Linked DNA regions of Mus musculus: all the other regions are linked to region 3. Evidence: chromatin contacts called from public ChIA-PET, HiChIP or PLAC-seq and promoter capture Hi-C data. All regions are on one chromosome and are shown on one strand. The core of a region is the stretch at or near the end of the contact, and the rest is flanking DNA. Distances in the headings are between cores, read along the strand shown. Region 1 holds the start of Syf2 (SYF2 homolog, RNA splicing factor (S. cerevisiae)). Region 2 holds the start of Pdik1l (PDLIM1 interacting kinase 1 like). Region 3 holds the start of Selenon (selenoprotein N). Region 4 holds the start of Crybg2 (crystallin beta-gamma domain containing 2). Region 5 holds the start of Maco1 (macoilin 1).

Region 1 (2,741 bases), core at 122-2,621, 380 kb before region 3:
TGGGCACTTTAATCCCAGCACTTGGTAGTAGGCAGAGGCAGGAGGATTTCTGAGTTTGAGGCCAGCCTGGTCTGGTCTACAGAGTGAGTTCCAGGACAGCCAGGACTATACAGAGAAAAACCCTGTCTCAAAAAAAAAAGACAGGAGCTGGAGAGATAGCTCAGCAGGTAAGAGCACTGACTGCTCTTCCAAAGGTCCCAAGTTCAAATCCCAGCAACCATATGGTGGCTCACAACCACCTGTAATGGGATCTCACACTGTCTTCTAGTATGTCTGAAGACAGCTACAGAGTAATTTTTGTAATAAATAAATCTTTGGGCCGGAGAGAGCAGGGGTGACCAGAGCAAGCAGAGGTCCTAAATTCAATCCCCAAATACCACATAAAGGCTCACAACCATCTGTACAGCTACAGTGTACTCACATACATAAAATAAATAAATCTTTAAAAAAAAAAGAGATCAAGACAAAAACAAGTCAAGCAGGCTGAAAATCTTGGCAGGTGCTAGAAGGGAGACAGTAAGAAGATATAGCATGCCTTTTGAATTATAGTCCAAGAAAACAAGCAGGTTCAGAAAAAGGGTCAGATGACCAAGCAGTCACATAAAGAAGTGAGAGGGAGCTAGCTTCTGGGAAAGAATGCTAATGTTGAGAGTGACTCGCCAGCCATGCTTACGATTTGAGTAGACATCCAAACAAGAGATGGGAAATAAGTTATACTTTTTTGAGTCTGAACTCGGAGAAAAGGGAAAGTGTGTGCTCGCTGTTTTTAAGGTGAGAAAGGTCTGATTACTATTTCTAACCAATTATTTCCCTAGATGAAAAACGAAGAATCATGGAACAAGAGGAAAAACCTAAGGTACACCCGGTAATGTGGGTGTGGCCGGGTGGAGCAGGCGGGTGGGGCTTTTGACGTGTGTCAAAGCGATCTCAACCCGAGTCCAGACCCACCGGCGGGCGGAGATCTGGTCCCGGGGACGCCGGGTCCGGAGATCTGGTGCGTGGTGCGCCTTCCTCCTCCTGCTCCTCCAGCCCTACTGCCAGCCTGGCCCGCAGCCCCGCCACTCACCCGCTTCAGATGCAGCTCACGGAACTTGCGTAGTCTCTGCTCCCGCTTCTGCGCCGCCAGCTCCTCGGCCGCCAAGGGCCTGGCTTCCGCGCCATCCGCGGGGACCTGCGATCATAACCGGCTTCAGGCTCGGCGTCTGCCAGGGGCCACGGCCCAGGCCTGGGCCCGGCACCCTGGTCTCCCCGGGAGCCGCACCCGGATCCCACCCATGTCCTCAGCCCCGGCGTCTCCCGGACTGACACCTACGCGAAGCCGGTGATACTCACCACAACTTCAGTCACAGCCGCCATTACAGCCTTCTCTCTACTTCCGTCAACAACGCTGAGCACTTCCGGCGGCCTCTGGCCCGCGGCCCAGACTCAAGCCTTCCCGATGGCGTCAGTTTCTTCCGGCCTCTCACGCTCCTTTTAGTGGGAGGGACTGACGCGTGGTATGGCTATGCGCAGGCGCAAACGGGGCGGGGCGGGGGCGGGGCCCGGGAGGGACGACAAGGATGAGGAAGTGCTCCGAACCTGTCACCACATAGAATGGGACGCCTGGTTGGGGACTGCGTATCCTGTCACCAGCTCTAAAGAACCTTGTCTCTCTTGAATTTAATCCGCATTAAGTCCCTTCCATAGAGTAGATAATTTGCTGATGTTACTAACTGTAGAAGAGCAGGGCGGGCCCCATATCGTTCACTCTCACATTCCAGCACCAGAGCAACTACTAAGGTCACTAAGATAATTCGGGAATAAGACAGGGATATATGAAACGTGTACCTTTCAAAATCGACGACTAATTAATTTTAGAAATGAAAAAGCCATCCCACGTGTAAAAATAGCTGGGTACAAATCGGCTGTGGTGGCATTCTCCTAGCGTCTCAGCCGGTGGAGGCAGGAGAATATCAAGTATGAGGCTTGCCAAGGCTACACAGTGACTTCTAGGCTAGCCAGTGCTATAAGACATGGGATATCTAAAAGCTTAAGCACTGGCAAGAAAAAAATGTAAACTGTGGGCAATTCTCTTTTGAGTCCCCCTCCCCTGTAGGAAGCTACTTCTCAAGCTTAATAAAACTTGGCTTGCGCCTGGCAGTGGTGGCACACACCTTTAATCCCAGCACTTGGGAGGCAGAGGCAGGCGGATTTCTGAGTTCGAGGCCAGCCTGGTCTACAAAGTGAGTTTCAGGGCAGCCAGCCAGGGCTACACAGAGAAACCCTGTCTCGAAAAACCAAAAAAAAGAAAGAAAAAGAAAGGAAGGAAGGAAGGAAGAAAGAAAGGAAGGAAAAGAAAAGAAAAATCCTGTCTCTGGATTAAAAGAAATGAGTGAGTTACTTGGCTGGAAGAAGTGAGGCAGGTGAGTTGAGTCTAACTAGCACACAAAATCCCCACAAATCAAATGGAAGGCAATACATACCTCTAAATGAGGAAGTTACAGCCGGCCTATTTCTTTTTTTATGTATGGGGTTTTAGCCTGCATCCATATATGCACCACCTGCATGCCTGGTGCCGACGGAGGTCAGACTAGAGTTATGGTGGTCCTGAGCCACCATGTGGGTTCTGGGATGGAAACATCTTTCCACTACAGCCAGTGCTCTTACCTACTGAGCCATCTCTCCAGTCTGTGCATTTCAGTGTAGCAGCCAGGCTTTGAATCTACTGGGACTAGTTTCAGGCAGTTGATAAAATGTGTGCC
Region 2 (2,843 bases), core at 215-2,714, 260 kb after region 3:
CAAAAAGACTACTCTCATGAAGAGATCTCTTCCTAGTCCATCCTGTTTAACACTGGTAGCCGGCGTCTACTGAGCTTTCCTATTTCCCCCTACTTTCCAGGGCAGGAAGCAAGTCTTGACTGACTCAGTATTCCCAGAAAACGTGAGCACCAATAGGAGGATGGCCCTCAGGACAAACTCTGAATAGATTGCTGGGCTTTTATTAGGAGGGGCTGGAGGACGTTACACTAGGGTGCGAGTGGGTGTTCTAGGAAGACAACTTTTGGTCAATGTGGCAGGTGTTGGTTTCCTCGCCTATGAAAGCAGCAGGGTCAGTAGTAAGGTCTTTACTTTTGGAATATGGTTCAGATTATATAGAAAGTTGCCCAGACCCCAAATATTAGTTTCATAAGCAGATGACAAAGGATGATCCTGGAGGCACTGAGATGCTTAGGGGGCAATGAAGGCAGGATCAACCTTACTAACAAGCAGTAGGTACAGAATAATAAAGAAAAGAATGGGCGTTTCTGGCAGATGCTTACTCAATCTGTGTAACTAACGACGGGCCGGCCAGTTGGTCCTGGTTTCCAAGTGACTGTCACCCCGATCTCAGGGCAACTCAGGGTTATGACTGACAACTGCTGGGGGCATTTGAAAGGTTTTGTGCACGTATTTGAAGAACTCCGGGGGACTGCAGTCCTAGGAGACCTGTTTTGTGTCCGTACACCCGCCTAAAATGGGTCCCAACTCCGGTTCAGGCCAGCTAGGCTGCGCGCCGCAGCCAGGTAGGCCACACCCTCTCTCTCACCCAGCAGGACGCCCCGATCCTCAAGGCCGGGAACAATGAGGTTCCGGCTTCTTTAAGGGAGATACCACCGCGCCGGTGGGGCAGGGGACAGCATCCTCCCAGATGATCGCACCCAGGCCCGCGTCGCTGCCTGGGCCATTGTGCCACCCGCAAACACAGCTCGGTGCCTCGGAACGTAGGTGCAGCCAGCCTCCCAGCACTGGCCGCGCCTCCCCACGGACCCGCCGCCCAGTCCCGCCACCAGCGAGGAAGATGCACCGGGCATCCGGCCCCAGCGAACCGCGCGCTCCAGCCCGCCGCTCGGTAGGTCTGAAGAGGGCGGGCAGCGTAGCCCGCCACGGGGCACGAGCACCGCCGGCTCGGGCCAGCGGCCGCAGCTTCTCTGGGGTCCCGGGACGCGCCCCCCGCTGCGGCTGAGGGCGACCGTCCCCTGCCGCCACCCCTGCAGGGCAGCATTGGTCCGCTCTGCAGCGCGCACACCGCTGGAAACGCTCGGCTGTGCGCCGCGCCAGGGCAGCGACGGAGCGCAATGGCCAGAGCCCGCGGAGGAGAGGCGGGCGCTCGCCCGGCAGCAGGCGGCGCTCGGCTTGCGCACGCGCGCTACGGCAAGCCGGAGGGGGCGGGGCCCGGCGTGAGGGGGTGTGTCCGCGCACCACGGGGGCGCGCGCCGGCTTCTGACTGGAGGCCGCCGCGGCCGAGGGCGCGAGCTGCGCGATAATGGCGGCCTGCAGAGCTCATGAGAGGGAGAAGCGGCGGCGGCTGCCCTGAGGTAAACCTGGCCCTTCGCCGTGCCACGGATGCCCCGCAGTCAGAACCGGTCTCCCTGCATGTGTCTCTGTCCCCAGCAGGCCTGTCACGGACCTCTCAGTGGAGTCATCCCCGGGAAGGCCCGGTGCTGCGCCGGCCACCGGCCGGGGACTGCGGCCTCCGTTCCCGCCCGGGCCACTCCCGGAGTCCGGTCCCCTAGGCTGCAGCCGCCAGGAGTTGAAGCGACTGCGAGGCCCGCTCAGGGGCCACGGGAGGGTCCCTCGGGGTTTCCAGGGACGGCCGCCCGGAGTGAGCTTGCTGCTTGGCCAGTGAGCGCGCCTCGGCGACAGAGCGAGCACCGCTGGCCTTACTTGTCCCCGTCCCCGGCACCAGCAGGTGCATGTCCAAGCCGCCGGTGCCCAGCCCCGGAGGGAGAATGGCAGGCAGGCAGGCAGGAGGGTCCGGGACGTGCCATCGTAAGGCGCTCGGGTTCTCGAAGGATGCTTCAGCAGGGCGTCTCTCCAGCCAGGACCCCAAGGATTTGATAGACACCGTCCTTTCTTATGCAAGGAAGGCGTTCTTCCTTGGGGGGGGGGACCTCTGGCAAGTGGGAGAGGACAGGGGACCGCTGCAGAGAAAAGAGTCACTTGGAAGTGCCTAGTAACCGGGAATCAGCACAGAGCAGGACAGAATGGCCCGCCCGGTGACAGGAAACCTGACATTGGGGAATCCAGGAAGAAATTGAAGGGTAGGCGACCAATACAAGGAAGTAACTCAGGGCAAACCTCAGGAACAGTCATTTTCTTTTAAATCTGGCCAATGAACTTAAAGTAGTCGTTCCGGGAGTCTCCGGTTCCCGGGGCAGTCACTTTGTTTACCTGGTTGTGCAATGTAAATACAATCTTACTCTTCCTGGCCGGCGAAGACAGTGACAGTGAGTGAGGGAGCGTACTGCAGACTCTCCACTCAAAAGAACATTTCTCTGTGGGGCCTGTGCTCCAGCTTGCCTTTAAATGATTTCTCAAGGTACAGCGCCAAAGGACTTTGTCAGAGGATTCCCTGTGATGTATAGGATGCTCCCCCTTTGGCCAGAAAAGACCTAGAATTAAATAACTATGCTAAACAACGATAAAAAGGTAGTTGACTTACTTCATTTTGAGGGAACAGCTCTGCAAAAACTTTATTTGTGCCCATTTTGTAAGAAACAAATAACTAAGCATGCTGGTGCAGGTCTATAACCCTAGTTTTTGGAAGGTGGAAGCAGGAGATTAGGGTCATTCCCTGCTATATAGTAAATTCAGGGGTAGCC
Region 3 (2,700 bases), core at 162-2,661:
AAAGTGGATTCATGTGTGTGTGTGTGTGTGTGTATGTATGTATATGCATGTGAGTGTATATGTGTGTATGTATATATATATATGTGTGTATGTATATGTATGTATGTATGTATTGTATACATGTGTGTGTATGTATGTGAGTCTATGTGTGTGCATATTATGTGTGTATGTATGTGAGTCTATGTGTGTGCATATGTATGTGTGTATGTACGTGAGTCTATGTGGGTATGTGTATATGTGTGTATATGTGTATGTGTATATGTGTATATGTATATATGTGTGTATATGTGTGTGAGAGTATGTGTGTTGTGTATGTGTGTATATGTGTATGTGTGTATATATGTGTGGGTGAGTCTGTGTATATATTCATGTATGTATGTATGTATATGTGTGTATGTATGTGTGTACGTGTGTATATGTATGTGTATGAGTCTATGTGTGTATATGTGTGTATGTATATGTGAGTCTATGTGTGTATATGTATGTTTGTATGTATGAATGTATGTATGTATGTGTATATGTGTGTGTTTGAGTCTGTGTCCATATTCATGTATGTATGTATGTATGTGTATATGTGTGTGTTTGAGTCTATGTGCATATTCATGTATGTATGTATATATGTGTACGTGTGTGAGTCTATGTGTGTGTATGTATGTGTGTACTATGTGTGTGTGTATGCGTATTATGCCAATGTCAGGTCTCTTCCTCTATCACTCTCCAACTTATTTTTTGAGACAGGGTCTCTCACCTGTTTGGCTAGACTAACTGGCCAACAAGTCCCAAGGGTTTTTCTGCTCAACCTTCCTATTAAATAATGTGTGGGCACATCTGGCTTTTTAGCACGGGTGCTAGGGATCAGCTTCTGCAACAACCCGCTGTGTCCTCTCCCCAGTTCCCAGGAGTTCTTTTGAGTCCTAACCATATTTTAGATCATAATTTCAACAGCACTCTTTCACTATGGCACACACATTTTGCAGAACTAACTGAACTTTGGATGGAAGGGAGGGAGAAAGGGAAAGAGCCTGTGTGTGCAGGGATGAGGGTGATCATAGCCTGTGTGTGCAGGGATGAGGGTGATCATAGCCTGTGTGTGTGCGCAGGGATGAGGGTGATTATACTTGGAGGCTCAGAAGACAGGAGGAGCATCACAAGTTCAGGGTCAGCTTGGACAACACAGCGAGTTTCAGGCTTGCCTGAGCTACAGAGTGAAAGGATGTCTAAAAGAATTTATTTATTTATTTATTATTTTATTTATTTTGGAAGCGGCGAGGTAGAGGGCCTATGGACCGGCTGAGCAGGCGCTGTGCCCTCGGGACCTCCCTCTTTCCCCGGCAGTGATGGGCCGGCAGTCCACCCTGCTGACGCCCTCCCTCCCAGCTCCGCCCCGCCCCGCGCCGCCCGCCCCGCGCCGTGCGATCCCCTTCCCTGCAGCCGCCGGGATCCCCGGAGCCGCCGCCATGGGCCAGGCCAGGCCCGCAGCGCGCCGCCCGCACAGCCCGGACCCCGGCGCTCAGCCCGCGCCTCCACGCCGCCGCGCCCGCGCCCTGGCGCTGCTCGGAGCCCTGCTGGCGGCCGCCGCCGCTGTCGCCGCTGCCCGGGCCTGCGCGCTCCTCGCCGACGCCCAGGCGGCCGCGCGGCAGGTCGGAGGGGACAGGAGGGGGACAGTGGCTGCAGAAAGAGGCGCAGAGCAAAGCTCTACCCCGCACCAGGGAAGGGGGGAAGTGGGGAGGCCGGAGGGGACAATGGCCAGGACAGGGTAAAAAGTAGGACCGGGCCTTTGGGAGAGGAGGGAGGGAACTCGGAGTAGACAATGGATGAAGACGTGGAGTGAAGCTGGGACCAGACGCGACTGAAAAGGGGACAAGGAACTCTGGGACTGTTGGGAAGTGACATTTGAGCAAATGGGCTGGCAAGTGTGGAGGGGACTCTGGAAAAGAATGGCAGGAGCCACTGTAGCAGGAAGCAGCTCCCTGCTTCAGGGACTGGGATGGAGAGTTTGGGGCCCATGGTGATGCTTAGCTCAGCTCCTTCCTTCCCAGCAGGAATCGGCATTAAAGGTCCTGGGGACAGATGGCCTCTTTCTCTTTTCCTCGCTGGACACTGACCAGGATATGTACATCAGTCCGGAGGAATTCAAACCCATTGCGGAGAAACTGACAGGTACCAGAGAGGCTGGGCACTCAGGGAAACCTAAAAGGAATTGGGCCCGGGCCCCGAGCCCACACCCCCTCACCACTTTCGGGCTGGTGGGTACCTGAGTTGCCGTAGCACCCAATCCCATTTCAATGGTGACAGTAGCATTCCTCCGGCCACCTGCCAGGCCACATCCTCAAATTGAAGCCTTGAAAGAGGATGCAGCCTTTACACCTGTCCCACGCCTGGGGCCGTGGCTGCTGTCAGGCTAAGCTGTATTTGAAGCGATGAAGATGCAGGCAGATTGACCCTCTTGCCAGGCTAGAAGACGACAGAGCCAGGTTAGACCTGACCTGACTCACAGGGTTAAGGATTTCAGAGACTGTGTGTGCAATGGCCAATATGCAGACAGTCACAAACAGGAAGGAGTCACAGCTGCTGGCACTGCTCTAAAGCCTAGGTTGTATAATTCCTAGTCGCCAGCCAGTGCTGCCCAGGTGCGGATTTCCTTACGATAAATGGGAGGAGGATAATCGGAGTCTCGAATGAATGAATTATAAAGTGCTT
Region 4 (2,859 bases), core at 12-2,511, 480 kb after region 3:
GTTCCCCCCAGGGTTTGCTCATTTGTTTGAGACAGGGCCTCATGTGGACCAGTGCGGCTTTGAACTCTCTGTTCCCAAAGAGGGTCTTGAACTTGTTTTTTTTTCTTAAGTTACATTTGGTGAGTGTGTGTGCCTGTATGTGTGTGCACATTCCTGCATGTGTGCATGTGTGTGCACATGTATGTGGATACTCGTGTGTGTGTGTGTGTGTCCCACGATGCACGTGAGGACAGCTTGTGGGTTGTCCCCTTCCACCATGTGGGTTGAGAAGACTGAGTAGTCAGGTTTGACTGCAGACAACCTTTGTCCACTCCCTAGCCGTGACCTTGAACTCTGATTCTCTAGCCTCTACTTCCTCTGAATGGTCAGATGATAGGCATGCCCAACCCTTCCTTTTCCCAGCTCTGGAATGTAACCTAGGGCTTCAGAGGTGCTAGGCAAACCCTCTACCAACTGGGGGACCTCTCAGCCCTGGGGTTCACTTCAGACCTTAAGGAGCAATCCTTGCTTATATCTCCAAGTATGACATAGCAAGGCTGTTTTCAGACCTAGGGACCCCAAAGACCCTGCTCACCTAGCCCCCAACAGCTATACCCAGAGTGAGACATAGGCCCACTGCCCTAATTCTCTCCCCACTCCCTACCTCCCTCCTTCCTAAGAAACTGGAAGAAACAGAACTTTGACCTGCCCTGTGGCCCAGCAGTGACTCAGGTTTTATAAGGGGGCATAGATGAAAGGGCCTGAGGCCCACAGATGTCTGACTCAACTCCAGGACCACTGCTGGTTGTTACCAGTGTCTGGGATAGAGTTTGTGGGGCCTCTGACAGCCTGTGAATAAGGATGGGGAGTCCTGGATGACCCCCAAGACTTCCTTAGCCAGGGTCAGTTGAGAGCAGACACACATGGACACCCTAGGCTCAAACTCAGCTCCTTACAACAGCCCGACCCTGCCACCCTCACTGAAGCTGTGTTCTCTCCCCTGGGATCCCCCACTTTGTCCCTTACTCAGCACCACATAAGTAGCCTCCTCCTCACAGAGTCCCCTGTCTTCATCCCCCCAGATCGCTCGTCATTGGCGGCAAGCGACAAAGCTTGAGCTCTAACCGATTTGTTCACTCATTCATTCATTCAGTGCTAATTATTTGGGGCCAAGTGCCAAGTCCTGGCCAGACTCACCCAAGGCTAGCTTTCTTAAGAAGCTGATATCCCAGGAGTCAGATGTTTGGAAGGTCCCATGGGCTTCAGCAAGGCCACAGGGAAACAGCTTGGGGGAAACTGAAGGAAGGCAGTCCGCACAGGGTTGTATTGATGACGTCCCAGCAATCAGCTCCATGCCATTCTAGGCCCAGCCCAACCCAGGGACAACACCCCCTGATGGCCATTCATTCCTTAAGCATGTGGTCATAGCTTCTGCTTGAATACTTCTAGGGACAGGGAGGTCACCTCCTGACAGTTCACATGTCCCATCCCTAGACAGTCAAGATGGCTAAGATGTTTTTCATGTGTGTTGGAATGTGCCTGCCTATAGCTCCCCACTTTTGCCTTTGTCTGGAGACACACCCCAGTAACCTAGCTACCACCCCTGCAAACACAAGGGCCTGTTCCAAGAGCCCTCTCTTCTCCACGTCTACAAGTGGATTTGCTAGCAAGGTGACCTGTGACCTCTAAGCAAGGTGTGTGGGTATGGGAAGGGAGAGGCTGAGGGGGGTGTGGGGGGAGCGTGGGAAAAAAATCTCAGCTAACCCAACAAGTCCTGGGATTCTCCCCGCTTACCTGTGAGTCACCCCCAAACTAGGCCAAACCAGTCCACAGGCCCACATGCTGCCAAACACATGGCGCATCAGACAGGCATTCACAGAGTCGAAGACCCACCACATCACACAGCACAGAAATACAGAGATACCCGCCTAGACAAACGCAGCCAGGAACACACAGCAACACACACACATGGTCACACACCAAGAGACACAAACACACAGGGGCTCTGTAGGCGTGCAAGCCACACGCTCCACTACAGAACACACAGGCACCACAGCACATGTATGCACGTATCTCCGGAACACACCCATTCAGCTCACAGCCAACAAACAAGCTCTCTCTGCTTTGCAATCCATCTGCCCTTGAATAGGAACCTGTACTTGGTGCACGCAGAGCTCACACATTCCCGCGTGCTACCCGGCTGTACTCTGCCCTTTTCCCCACATTAGTCAAACCTGCTTAAAGAACCCTCCAGCAGAGAGTGGGTCCAGAAGGACAGTGTCCCTGAGAGTCACCTCCTTCCTCTCTAGGGACCTCCTACATTCCAACTCCAGGCTGTATTCACCTAGACCCCAATCAACCAGAACCCCATGTCCCCCACCTCACCCTCCTGCCTGTTTCCCATCTGCTTCTAAAACCAGCTCACTTTCCACCCCCTCGTCCTTGTACAGACTGCCTTCCTATGCTGGGGTACCCTGGCAGCTCTCAGGGCCAGTTTGGATCACCCGTGTCCTCCTCCCTAGGCACAGAACTGGCACACCAACCCCTACCTGGACCTCCTTGCTTTGGCTTTGTTAAGGGTGCTTTTAGATCCATAGTATGTTCCACACAGCAACCACAAGTTACCCTGTGCTCTGCACAGGGCCAAAGAGACCTCTTTGCAAGGTGTGCAGCCTTAGGGGGTTTGGGGAGGTGGCTAGGGTGTAGACAGACCTGGGTTTGAATTCTGACTGGCTGGTTGGCTTTGGGCAAGTGACTTACTCTTGCGGAGCCTCAGTCTCCTGCTCTCGTTAGCTGGGGTTGATGGGAAGGTTAGCTCCTAGTCTGTGGATTAAAGAAGACTACACTTACACTTGAAAAACAAAGCACAGATGACTGGCG
Region 5 (2,727 bases), core at 109-2,608, 300 kb before region 3:
CTCGATTCTATTTTATAGAAATAATAACAACTAAGCAAGAAAATTGTGTAAGACATACACTAAAATGCTTCTGCCAGTAGTCAGGAGCCACCAGTGATTTGCTTCCTATGGCTACTTTCCCACACTTCCCCGGTTTTGCTATTTATTTATTTATTTATTTATTTATTATTTGTTTGTTTATATAAATTGTTGGTACATGTTACAGCCTTGGCGGTCTTCACTTCGTAGACCAAGCTGGCCTCGAGCTCAGCGATCCACATGCCTCTGCAGTGCTGGGATCAAAGTGGTGCGCCACCAACAACGCCCGGTAGTCTTTGCCGCTTAAAAACCAAAACCAAACTTATTTAGGAACTGTGTTTGTGTGGGCGTGCGTGTGGGAGGTCAGGCGGCAACTTGTAGGAGTTCCTTCTATCCGCCCACCACGTGGATTCCCGGGTTCGAACTCGGTCCTCAGACTTGGCAGCAAACGCGTTTCCCCGCTGAGCATCTCACTTGTCTTTTTGCCGTTCCGCCCTCACCGGTAAGCTACAGAGCTAGTGGGCGGAAAGAGCAAACGACCGCCTCACGCAGCCTCTGAGGCCGGGGAGGAGCCCGCGGAACCCTCAGCCTGCGCAAACCTGCGGACGTGGAGCCCGGCCACGCCGCCGCACACGCCCCCGGCAGCCCCGCGCGGCGTCGCGCGCACCCGAGGGGCCGCCCCTCTCTGGTGACGCGAACCAGGGGCGGACCCGCACAGGCCCCGCCCCACCACCTCCGATTGGTCGGCGCGCTGTCACCACGTCGCGGGAAGCTGGCAGGGTGTGTGTGAGTGTGTGTGTATGTGTGTGTGGTTTGCTTTGTCATTCGTGGCCCGGCTGACGCGGCCGGTATGGCTGCGTGCTCGGCTGCCCGCAGAAGGGGCCGCGGCGGCGCTCCCGGGACGCCCTCTTACATAAGGACGCGGCTGACTGAAGCACATGTCAGCGCAAGGTCCCCACACGCAGCGCACCACGCCGTTCGGTTCTCACACGCCAGGCGGGAGCCCGCGGCGCCGCGCCACACGGTGTACGCCGACGTGGGCCTCCCCACGGCGAGACGCAGCCCAATAACCGCGAAGCGTACCTTCGCAACAAGGCATAATATAGGATGTTATATTTATAGGGCCTATTTATAAGCCTCTATTTAACTCTTTTCTGATAGGCCCGGCCACGCGTCTAGGCCTTATCCTGATTGGTGTGTCCTTCTGTCCTTCAAAAAGGCGGGCTTAAGGGTCCGTGTTGCCTCAGCGGGCACCGGGATTGGCCGTGCGCGGCGCGGCGGCGCCTTCGATTGGCTATGCGGGCCGTCCGTCGCGGCAAAGGAGGCGGGGCGGGCGGCTGGCTGGTGCGGGGCGGGCGGGCCCCGGAATTGTCATTTCTTTGTTTCCGAAGGCGGAGGAGGCTCGGCGCCCCCCTCCTGGCCCCCTCCCCCCCGGTGCTGGCTCCATGTCTGTGTGACCGGCCGCAGGGGTAGGATTCAGGCCCGACGCGGGGCGGGCGGGCGACGGCGGCTGAGGTGAGAGGCGGCGGCGGCGGCGCGGCTCGGGCACCGGCCCCCCAGCGGGAGGATGAAGCGGCGGAACGCCGACTGCAGTAAGCTCCGCCGCCCCCTGAAGCGGAACCGGATCACCGAGGGTATCTACGGCAGGTGAGCGGCGGTGCCGGGCGTGGGCCAGCGGGTCCCGGGCGCCGCTCGGAAGGGGCCCGGCCCCGTTATGTAACCCCCCGACTAGGCCGCATGCCCGCGCCGGGGGCTCTCCTGAGGCGCGCCGCCCGCGGAGCGCCGGGCCAGCCAGCCAGCCGAGGGTCCGCCCCGGGCCACGGGGTGTGGCGAGGGCCAGGCGGAGGGCGCGGCGGGCGCGGGCGGGAGCCACGGGGCCGCCGTTGGCGGTGGTGTGTCGGGGGGAGGGGCGGCACCCCCGCGGCCCGGAGCCCAGAAGCCCGGGGGTCCCCAGCAGGCTGTGCGCTCGGTCCCCTACCGAGCCCGGGTCACGCTGGGCTCGGGGGTTGGCTGCCCGAGGCTCGTGGACGCGTGCGGCCGGGCGAGCGAGCCGCCAAAGTTAGGAGCTGCCAGGGGCGCGGGACCCTCGGGCTCGGGGCGGGGCCACGCCGGCTACTCTTCTGCGCTCTGCTGCCTCACGGGGTCCCCACCTTGGCTCGGAGCGCCCAAGGCTGATACCCCCAGATCGTGCCGGTGACACCGCTCCAGACCGCGGCTTTTCTCAGTTCCTCAGCAAACATTCTGACAATTGCAAGCAGATATTTTGCAGGGATTCTCGCCCAACTCAGGTTTGGGGATTTTTTTTTTTTTTTTAAATCCTCTGTTCATGAAGGAAAGTGGTGTCCCTTTAAATAGAAATTGAATCCACTTCTCCTGGACAGAAGGACAACAGGTTCATGGGGCATTTCGGTGACTGTCACAGCTTCCCCAAGCCCAATTTGTGTGCGGAGGTTATTTTCTGGAAATGCCTATTTCCGAGGCGAAGTAATTAGTTTACGACAGAGAGTGCTCAGCATGCGGTTGAAGGCTTTACTTGAGTCCTCTTGGCGCCTTACGGTTTAGGTCTTGCTGTGAATCTTGGAGAAAAATACAGGCGGTAGCTGATGACATCCAAGTTGTAGCATAGCTGTACACCTTACACATGCGGTTGTTTACACGTGTGAAGTGGCTGCCCTCCACAGGCAGGTGACTTACCTAACCATGAAGGGG

Evidence for each region. Promoter capture Hi-C pulls out the DNA fragments that hold promoters and counts their contacts. ChIA-PET counts read pairs in DNA pulled down with a chosen protein or histone mark. HiChIP or PLAC-seq counts read pairs in DNA pulled down with a chosen protein or histone mark. Capture Hi-C pulls out chosen DNA fragments and counts their contacts.
Region 1: a contact with region 3 is called in an H3K27ac HiChIP or PLAC-seq map of microglia, with 6 times the contacts expected there. The contact joins the promoter of Syf2 here to the promoter of Selenon in region 3. A contact is called at or near these places in 4 of 39 promoter capture datasets (3T3-L1-derived adipocytes, hippocampal neurons, pre-B cells and 1 more), 1 of 15 datasets of contacts at CTCF or cohesin (embryonic stem cells), 4 of 484 Hi-C or Micro-C datasets (adipose-derived mesenchymal stem cells, cortical neurons, embryonic stem cells and 1 more), 13 of 115 datasets of contacts at active chromatin or transcription factors (T-cell acute lymphoblastic leukemia, bone marrow-derived dendritic cells, bone marrow-derived macrophages and 10 more) and 3 of 9 other capture datasets (adipose tissue, embryonic stem cells and pancreatic islet).
Region 2: a contact with region 3 is called in an RNA polymerase II ChIA-PET map of effector CD8 T cells, with 9 read pairs. The contact joins the promoter of Pdik1l here to the promoter of Selenon in region 3. A contact is called at or near these places in 1 of 115 datasets of contacts at active chromatin or transcription factors (effector CD8 T cells) and 1 of 9 other capture datasets (pancreatic islet).
Region 4: a promoter capture Hi-C map of liver shows a contact between it and region 3. The contact joins the promoter of Crybg2 here to the promoter of Selenon in region 3. A contact is called at or near these places in 2 of 39 promoter capture datasets (cranial neural crest and liver).
Region 5: a contact with region 3 is called in a promoter capture Hi-C map of adipose tissue. The contact joins the promoter of Maco1 here to the promoter of Selenon in region 3. A contact is called at or near these places in 15 of 39 promoter capture datasets (the 3T3-L1 cell line, 3T3-L1-derived adipocytes, the C10 cell line and 9 more), 2 of 15 datasets of contacts at CTCF or cohesin (embryonic stem cells and pro-B cells), 3 of 484 Hi-C or Micro-C datasets (bone marrow-derived macrophages, brown adipocytes and natural killer cells), 15 of 115 datasets of contacts at active chromatin or transcription factors (the 230-238 cell line, SST interneurons, bone marrow-derived macrophages and 10 more) and 4 of 9 other capture datasets (adipose tissue, embryonic stem cells, macrophages and 1 more).

Annotation. Positions count from the first base shown.
Region 1 is chr4:134,929,610-134,932,350 of GRCm38.p6, reverse strand. Syf2 (SYF2 homolog, RNA splicing factor (S. cerevisiae)) reads right to left here and starts at 1,371. Exons shown (of 7, transcript NM_026780.3): 1 at 1,333-1,371; 2 at 1,067-1,171. The coding sequence starts at 1,356.
Region 2 is chr4:134,285,874-134,288,716 of GRCm38.p6, reverse strand. Pdik1l (PDLIM1 interacting kinase 1 like) reads left to right here and starts at 1,464. Exons shown (of 3, transcript NM_001163794.1): 1 at 1,464-1,556.
Region 3 is chr4:134,550,877-134,553,576 of GRCm38.p6, reverse strand. Selenon (selenoprotein N) reads left to right here and starts at 1,411. Exons shown (of 12, transcript NM_029100.2): 1 at 1,411-1,640; 2 at 2,043-2,160. The coding sequence starts at 1,458.
Region 4 is chr4:134,066,854-134,069,712 of GRCm38.p6, reverse strand. Crybg2 (crystallin beta-gamma domain containing 2) reads right to left here and starts at 1,261. Exons shown (of 20, transcript NM_001162970.1): 1 at 1,177-1,261.
Region 5 is chr4:134,851,976-134,854,702 of GRCm38.p6, reverse strand. It overlaps Maco1 (macoilin 1), which reads left to right and starts at 1,358. Exons shown (of 11, transcript NM_025382.6): 1 at 1,358-1,665. The coding sequence starts at 1,586.